Regions from separate parts of the Triticum aestivum genome. Here region 2 is linked to region 1. A link is a contact called in public Hi-C data. All regions are on one chromosome and are shown on one strand. The core of a region is the stretch at or near the end of the contact, and the rest is flanking DNA. Distances in the headings are between cores, read along the strand shown.

Region 1 (4,390 bases), core at 1,107-3,606:
CATGAAAGTTTGAAAACCTACTCTATCCAAGGGTAGAAAAAGGGAATATCCACCCACTGTAAAAGCTAAGAACCAATAGAGATAAGACATTCATCGGAAATCAAGAGGCCAATAATGTCACTTAACCAATAAGCTGCAAGAAACTGGAACTCTACCTAATTCGGTAAATAAAATAGTGTTGTAGTAAGATTTAGGTCGAAATCCAGTGGTAACTATGAGAATCAAAGTGAAGGACAAGTAAAGATAATGGTAGCTTCCTAAAGTCAAGACAGGGGTCCAGAGAAAAAGACAACAAAACCATACAAGCGAAGCAAGCCAGTTCCTGAAGCAGTGATAACTCATGGATTTGTGTTCCTGAAGCTACATGTTGTTTATGGAGCAGGCAGTGCTACTCAGGTACAGGGACAGGGACAGGCAAGCAAAGACTGGTGTACAAGAAAGACGCATCAACTGGAAACTCAGATGGGTCAAAGAAAGCATGTGCTGTTGGTGGCCAATAATAGAGCCAAAATGTATTGATAAGAGAGGCCAATGCAAAGGCTCGGATCGTTTGGGGAGAAATCCTTACCAGGAGAAGAGAAACGAACAGGGTCAGAAAAGGGCGGGCCATCCGTTGTATTTGCTTGACTTTTTCTGGGTAAGCCATCCAAATCTAGCTCTCAGTGCATCTAACCAGGTTCATGACCACCATCCAAATCATGCATCTCAATTACTCCCTCTGTAAAGTAATATAAAAAGATCATATATTACTTTACAGAGGTAGTACATAATTATTTCTTGGAGTTGTGGTTATCTTAACCTAAGCACCAGTTATTATGGTTCCATGATATTTACTCTATATACTATGACATGAATGGCACAACCTAAAATGTTGCAAAGGGAGGACTAACAACGGTAGACAGCAAAAACAAAGAAAAGAAGTGCTAGGTTTGGAAGTAAAACCTCCAGATTGACTAACAATTATTGTAATTCGCTTGCATTGACCTCAAATTCTTCTCTGGCAGACAGTGCCTTCACACGAACCATGCCTCGCTCCCACTCAGATTTCCCCAACCAAAACCAGCCTGCTAGCACTTGTCCGATCTGCATGTTTAAACACCCATTTCAGACACTTGTCTTGTACAAGGTCTACGGATCTGCCATTCTTCCGCAGAGAGGATGCAACACAGGATGCTGGTTCCTGAAGCTCATCATCCAGCGGGAAGACAATGTCGTCTATTTGTCGCGACAGATGAGGCAGAAGACCATTCTCCTTCAGCAGTTCGACAATGACAGCGTCCCCAAACCCGAATCCACAGGCTGGTACATCTTAACTTCCAAATGTTGAAAGCAGGCTGAAAACAGGACCGCATAAAAAGAACGTGAGGCAGAAAAAAAGATAGAGAGGGACAAAACGCATGGCAACAGACTGCTGCAAATAGCTCCGAGAAACATTTGCTGGCAGAAAGATGCAGGAGAGAGGGAACCGGGTGTGGCTTCCATCGACCAGCACGGGACAAGGGAGGCAATGCAGCTTGCACAAGTCATTGTACATGGGTTGGCAAAATGGCACGTCATTAGGCGCCCAAAATGACAAGTGTTGTTTCAGATTTAACAAAAAGTTGGCATGGAGTATTGCACTATGCTCGTCCCCCCTGTGACAGTGCAAGTAGATGGCACGCACGCACTCCATGTTACATCACCAGGAATGAGCTTTGTTTAGCTAGCATCTCCCGTCAAGTCCCATCATCGATCCATGGGTGGATGGTACTCCCTCCGTATCGAAATATAAGACATTTTTTGACACTATCACAGTGTGAAAAAAAACATCTTATATTTTGATATAGAGGGAGTACAACATGCTAACTTCATAGTATAATTCTGTATTGATAAGAAAAAGGAAGAAGAAATATGCCCTAGAGTTGAAGAAAGGAGCCACTGAGCCCAACCAATAAGATAGGCGTATGATGATTGTAACGTGGCCACAGCCCAGAAGCTATCTAAATGCCGACCTAAATTGATTTACCCGGCCGGCTTGTGATGAGCTAAACGTGGAGTCATTCATTCCCCCTCCAGATGCTCGTGCTCAGTCTCATTGACATGGAATAAAATCGTCGTTTCTGGGGTATTATTGGGCTAGAATAACCTCCCTTGGATACATACGTCTTTACCTGGTGACATGGTACAGATAAAGAAAGATCATGGAGACATGCAAACAAAGAAATTGGATGCAGAGAGGGACAGGCACCTGACCCTCGATGCATACATATGCCAAGATTGTGAAATCTGAACCAACCAAATAACACATGGCTGGGCTACGCCACCATGGATGGGCCCCTACGCCTCCACGTATATATATCAATGCACGCCACGCACACATTACTTTCTTCCTCTCAGATGGGACAAGCATAAAAATGACCTGATACTAGAGTAGTAGAGGCTGTGATGCACGAGTAGGAAGAAACGAGACTCCAGCGCGATGCTGATAGATAGATCGTCCAAATATCTGTCCAGAGCGACGGAGATGGCCGAGCTGGTTCTGGTGTTCAAATCAGGATTCTTTTCTTTGCTTGCTAGGCGCCGATTTGTTCATTCAAGCGATCGAAAGAGATTGTTTCACGACGTAAATGGGGTGCTTTGTCGGACTCCTAATGGATAGACACCACACCAGGCAGATAGATGATGATGGAAACAGGGGTGGCGGTATTGACTGGCCACTCTAATTGTGACGTTCGACCAGACGAGCAAAGAGACATCGAACAACACAATTCAGAGAACCTTCTCAATGCAAGCAAGAATCAACAGAGACATTCATCAGAAATCAAGCTGCAAAAAACTGGAACTCTTTACTTAACTAATTCGGCAGATAATATAAGATTTAGGTCGAAATCTAGCGGTAACTGGTATGAGAATCAAAGCACAAGTAAAGATAGTGGAAGCTTCCTAAAGTCAAGGCAGGGTCCGGAAAAAAAGATAGCAAAACCATACAGGCAAAGCAAGCCAGTTCCTGAAGCAGTGCACTTAAAAAATGGCACGCCCTACCCACACACACAAGTTGTTTATGGAGCAGGCAATGCTACTCAGGGGCAGGGACAGGCAAGCAAAGACTGGTGTGGTATACAAGAAAGACGCATCAACCGGAAACCCAGATGGGTCCATAGAGGCTGAAGGTGACCCAAGCTAAGGGCAAAGAAAGCATGTGCTGTTGGTGGCCAATAATAGTAGAGCCAAAAGGTATTAAGACAGGCTAATGCAAAGGTTCAGATCGTTTGGAAGGCTACTGCAGAGAGAAATGCTTACCCTTACCAGGAGAAGAAAAACAAACAGGATCAGGAAAGGGTGAGCCTCCAGTCTCCATCCTAGGCTATCAGCCATCCAAATCTAGTTCTCGGTGCATCTGATCAGGCTCATGACCATATATCATAGGCTAGTGTCTGCAGAATCTGGTCCCAATCACTGCTCCTGTTCATGCTCTTAACTTTCAGGGGTTATAATTGAGCAGCAGCCAGTTAGTTGGCCTCATCGCACTTGGCTCCATGTGTCCACACCATGCATAATTGTGTCGGTCCTTCTTTACTTAGCATATGATCCCACTGAGAGCTATTTTTAGCGTTGCAGTTAACATATGCATCTCCCACTAAGACATCATTCTATGTTGACAACCACTTCAATGCAGGAATATCAGAACATACTCAAGATAGTCTGAAAGGGATTTAAACCTGCCCATGAATAGCCTGTTGCAGGTATTGCATTGATTGGCATAACAAACTGATACAGCTTTGTATGCCTAGAGTAGAATCAAGGTCCAAGATCAACAGTAAGCCATGTTTCCCTGATTTGGTCAGTCATTATTCAGGGCCAACACAATCACGTAACCTACAGGCTTTCGGAGGATGACATTGCACAGCCCTTAATCAATCCATCAAAGCACTCCATTGTATTTTCTCTATACTTGACTGGTGCACAGCGTATTGATTCTGACACAAAGCCAAATTACACAAAAACAATATCAGTACCGGAGACTTGCTACAGAATAATCTGTCAACATCAATCAAACCCATGTTACAAAGCCTGACTGGCCCTTATTGCTGAATTGCAATATTTGTAATGAGATATTAACAAAAGACAAAAAAATCATGTCAGCTTGTCACATACCTGTTCCTGCTGGATAAAGATCCTGTAGTGATCGGTAGGCCATCTTCACTTAGTTGACCCTTTGTGAGTTCCATCCGCTGAACAATTGCCACTGTAGATTACAAAGATGCGTGGGGTGAGGACTATAGCCCATGCGCATTAGTCTTGCTTAACAGAAATGGGGCAATCTGTAGCAAAGAAGTGTGGTGACCGTCAAAACGCACAGACATAGGGTGTAATCATGAGCTATCACAGTATAAACCTTACCAAGACTTTT
Region 2 (4,390 bases), core at 1,001-3,500, 170 kb before region 1:
GTAGCAGATGAATTCTTATGGAATCATATGGTATTTTTTCCATTGTTGATTGCTGATCTTTATCACAGGTGGGCGTATTTGCATTCAATAATATAATTGAACTCATAACTCCCCAAAAGTCCTATTGTGTTTCCTCAAGATTCAAGTTTGTCTCTTTATACTTTTCTATGGTTTAAATGCCAGATTACTGTCAGCGCATGTCCAAATAAATAGAAGCTCTAAAGGTGCCAATTAGAGAATACTGCAGATAATTTCACACCATTCGTTGATTACATAGGTTTATTCCTGAAAGTTTTTTTTGCAGGAGGTTTATTGGGGTCAGATATTGGGGTCCGGAGGACCTCCCTCCACCCCCCTGGCAACTGGACGCCAGATATTGGGATTCTTATAAATAATGATCTTCTATATATTTGGTTGTACGAATTTAGGCACCAATCTCTTGCCAGCCGAGAAAACTTTCTATAAATTCAAATCAATCTTTGGACAGTTTGAATTTTGGCAACCAACCTTTTGCCAACCCAGGAAAAATTCTTTAAATTCAAGTCACTCTCTATGACGGTTGGATCTAAATCGGATTTCTATCTTTGACCTGCTTCACCATCCCTGGTGCAAAAACCCTTAGACACGCCCCATATATGTTGTTCAACTTCTAATCTATGTATTTAATTTCAAGCATTGATCTGTAATACTACGAACTGTTTTTCTTCTTGTTGAACAATTGATTCAACGGCTTCAAGGAAAAAGCTAAACTAAAAAAAAAGGATACAAGTCCTTTCATATCTATGTTATCCAACCATCCTCCTATCTATTACCGCCGTCAACAAGGAGGAGGATACTCTACCGTTCGACACCCTGCTGTTCTTCCACTGATATGTGGGCCTGTTGCAAAGCTGGCTTACATGTCAGTGGCCCAACGTGGCACGGCATGGTGCTTCCCGTCAACAACAACAAGAAAAAGTGAACAAAAGAATACAAACAAAAGTCGACTCTAGTAAGTTTTAGAAGGAAACCAAATGTCGACTCTAAAACTATTCCTCCCGCATCACGAAAAGTTGATGCAGACGCTGCCATTCTTGGCGCTTCCGCACGCCGGGCACGCCTGTGCCGCGGCCGCGCACGGCGCGCACACGCAGAGGTGCCGGCACGGCAGCAGCAGCACCACGGCCGCGTCCTCGCGGCATCCCTTGCACCTTCCTACTGCTGTCGCGGGACGCTCCTCCACTGCCGGCGTGCCCACCTCCTCCTCCGCGCACAAAGGCACCTGGTTCTCTCCCCAGCAGCACGACTCGGCGTCGTCCTCCTGACCGTCGCCGCTTCCACCGTCACGGACCGCCTGGGAGTCGAGCGCCCGCTGCAGGTCGCCGCGGAGCACGTTGGCCGTGGCCTCGTTGGACTGCGCGATGTCGCGCCACATCTGGGCCTCCATGAAGAGGTTCCGAAGGCGCTCCTCGAGCGCCCAGTTCATGATCCTGATCCGCTCAATCTCGTCGTCCCTGGCCTTGAGCCGCTTCGCCGCCATGGCCTCCACGGTCGAGACGATCAGCCTCGTGTGGCTCTGCCTCTGCTCCGCCAGAGTAGTCCACAAATTTTGCGCCTGCATCATCGACCACGGTTAATAAAAACTACACAGAAATTAAAGCCTGAAACGCAAAGTATCGATCGGTGGCGGCGATTTGATCATGGCATGTGACTTACATGTTTAAGCAGGATGCGGTCGACGTCGATGGTCTGCTGCTGGACGTGGGCCGCAAGAACGTCGGCCGCGGCAAGCATCGACGACCGCCCGTCGCGCTTCCGCTTGTTTGTGCTCATTTCCTGACCACCGTCGGGCCTGACGCCCTTCTTCGCCAGATTGGCAGCAGCCATCGCCAAGAACTCGGAATACTGCTCCGTGGCCGACGTCGTCGTCATCGTCGCCGGCGGCAGACTGAAGAGGTCCGCGCACATGTGGTGGTCCCGCTGGCTCGGCAGCGCAGCACCATAACAAGGCCCACTCGCTGGGATAGTAGCGGCGGAGGCGAGCTGGTGGTGACCGCCGCCGGCGCCGGTGGTGAGTAACATGTGGCGCAGGCGTTGCAGGTCCACGGAGGCCATGGCGATTGATGGGGCGCGCGGGTCGTCCGCTAGCTTCCTATATATACAGCCAAGGCGATGCGTCCCTGGCCGGAGTTAGTCAGATGTGGGAGGTGAGGTCATCGATCGGCGAGAGGGGACGGGCGGGCAGGGTGGCAAAGAAACGAGGTCCGTAGATGGCAGGCCGCCGGGTATTTATGGTGCGTGACCGGGCTTTGGTTGGCATCCTGAGTGAGAATGCAACTGACGATGAGATTGACCGGCCCTGTTCAGGAGGGAATTTTCCTTTTATTTATGGCTTCCGTTTCAATCTCTCCCTAAATTTGCAGTAGAAACCACGAATTCCCCGCGTTATATTACCTTTCTGCACCGAAATTGCTGGCTTCCGTTCCCGACGATTCCATCGATCGGTTGACTAATTTGCAGAACCCAAGCCTTGGCCATATACTGTATCGTTTAAGTTAGTATATGTCGTGGCGCCAAATCAGCACGCATCGTTGAGCCTTTGATCTCTGGACGCACGAATCTTGGGGTATAAGGAAACTTAACAAAGCAAAGCAAATTACGCGCTCTGGACTTGTTAAAGATCGGGAATCACGTACAAAGCCGTGGTTACTGGAGGGCAATTCCAGGAAGAAGGAAACCGTGCATGCGTTACGTACTACGTTCATGCACTGCATCTGCATGCAGAATCAACGTACGTACTTTAATGTGCTGAGATATACTCCATCTGTTCTACATACGAATGTATATAGATGTACTTTAGAGTGTACATTCACAATGCTCAAAAAAAGAGTGTACATTCACACATTTTACTTCGTATGTAGTTCATAGTGAAATCTTTGCAAAGCCTTATACTTTGGAACGGAGGAAGTATATATTACTGCTAGGCGTTTTTTGGCTGGCTAGCTGTAGATGGTTGATAAAAATAATATAGTAAGACAAAGCGTAGACGTAGAGATGAGGGGTCAAAATTAGAAGGGAATGAATGAGCTAGTAATTGATTTGGTGGCGATAGATCGACCATTCATTCATTCTGGGCTGTACTTTGGTGCAAATCAGGCCGATCCATCCGATCCGTACTTTTAATTTGGGCAAAAGCTACCGCCAGCTTTTGATTTAATTTGATTTCCAAAAAAAGATCTCTACCAAAGTAGAGCTTCGATCGTCTTTTAACTGCGGGATACAGATAATCACGTCACCGCCAAAATAGAACCACAGTTGTGCCATCACGCATCCTTTTTTTTTGCATGGAACTCATCACACATCTACACAGTGGCGGAGCCAGGATTGGAGCAAGCCCTGGGCCAAAAAAAAAAGATTTTTGCCCAAAGTTAAAAACTTGACGTTTACAAGGCTTTTAGCTACCACAAAAGATACTCAGACAAAATATGGCTCAATTGCATGAAAAATGAAGAATTTTAGCTCAATGCTTAACGATACAACAAAATAGGTAAAAACATGTGAAGAACTACAAAGAATAGTATGTGATAAAAAAGAGTATCAAATCAATGGTTTGCTTCATCAGTGCCTCACATAACCTCATCATCGGTGGAAGAAGGGCCAACACCTTCAAGACATTAAAAGCAAAATTTCATAAGAGAAGGCGTAAACATCAAGTGAAACAATTATGATTGATATAAATCTAAAAACTCACCCCCTCAGTTGCTTGATTCCCTCCATCTGAAAAGATAAGTGTAGACACACTCGTTCTGGAGACCGGTGAAAAAAATCTTTTCATCTTCTCTTTCTACAATATGAAATGAAATGGGCAATTAGATTAATATCAGTTCGATAATACACTAGATATATGACTTGATACACACACATTATTGCAATTAAATTTTACTTTGGAGTGATACACACTAAGACAGATTTCACACCGACATTGTAGAACATGATACAAGTGGAAGCATGAGGGGAAACCGGGAAAGCATCAAAAAAATATCAAGGTAGGTATGGCAGTCAAGAAGCTAGGCACGTCGGGCGATTGGGCGAAGAGCGCAGAGCCACACAGGAGGGCGGTACGGCGGTGGCCGAGACGCCGGTGGACGGCGGCGTCAGCGCAAGCGCTAGAGTTTGGACTTTGCAGATTGATCTTGCGTGCGTCGCATGCGAGTTAGGTCGGCGGCGGCTATGCGGTCGCTGGCGTCTCCTGACAGATTCGTGATGGGTTTTTCTTTCTTTGAGAAATCGACAACATCGTGTTGTGCGTGCGTCCGTTAGTTTTCTATTTTCCTGTCACATGCGTGCGCGAGTGGGAGGTCTCCTCGTGAGTGCGTCCCTTGACATGCGGTGAGACAGCCCATGACGCTCT

What was found. A called contact is a pair of places that touch in the nucleus more often than the background predicts.
Region 2: a contact with region 1 is called in a Hi-C map of leaf, with 4 times the contacts expected there. The contact joins the promoter of LOC123148875 here to the enhancer-like site in region 1. A contact is called at or near these places in 2 of 5 Hi-C or Micro-C datasets (both in leaf) and 1 of 1 datasets of contacts at active chromatin or transcription factors (leaf).

The regions. Positions count from the first base shown.
Region 1 is chr7A:639,929,332-639,933,721 of IWGSC CS RefSeq v2.1, reverse strand. No RefSeq gene overlaps it. Among protein-coding and RNA genes, the nearest start is that of LOC123148873, 6.0 kb to the right of the region's middle. Within about 2 kb of position 2,356, at least 1 of the 8 cell types and tissues checked has an H3K27ac peak or open chromatin away from gene starts, as enhancers often do. A contact at or near this core is called in leaf, where this site is marked.
Region 2 is chr7A:640,100,145-640,104,534 of IWGSC CS RefSeq v2.1, reverse strand. LOC123148875 (E3 ubiquitin-protein ligase BOI) reads right to left here and starts at 2,250. Exons shown (of 2, transcript XM_044568393.1): 1 at 1,696-2,250; 2 at 676-1,594. The coding sequence starts at 2,094. The coding sequence ends at 1,043.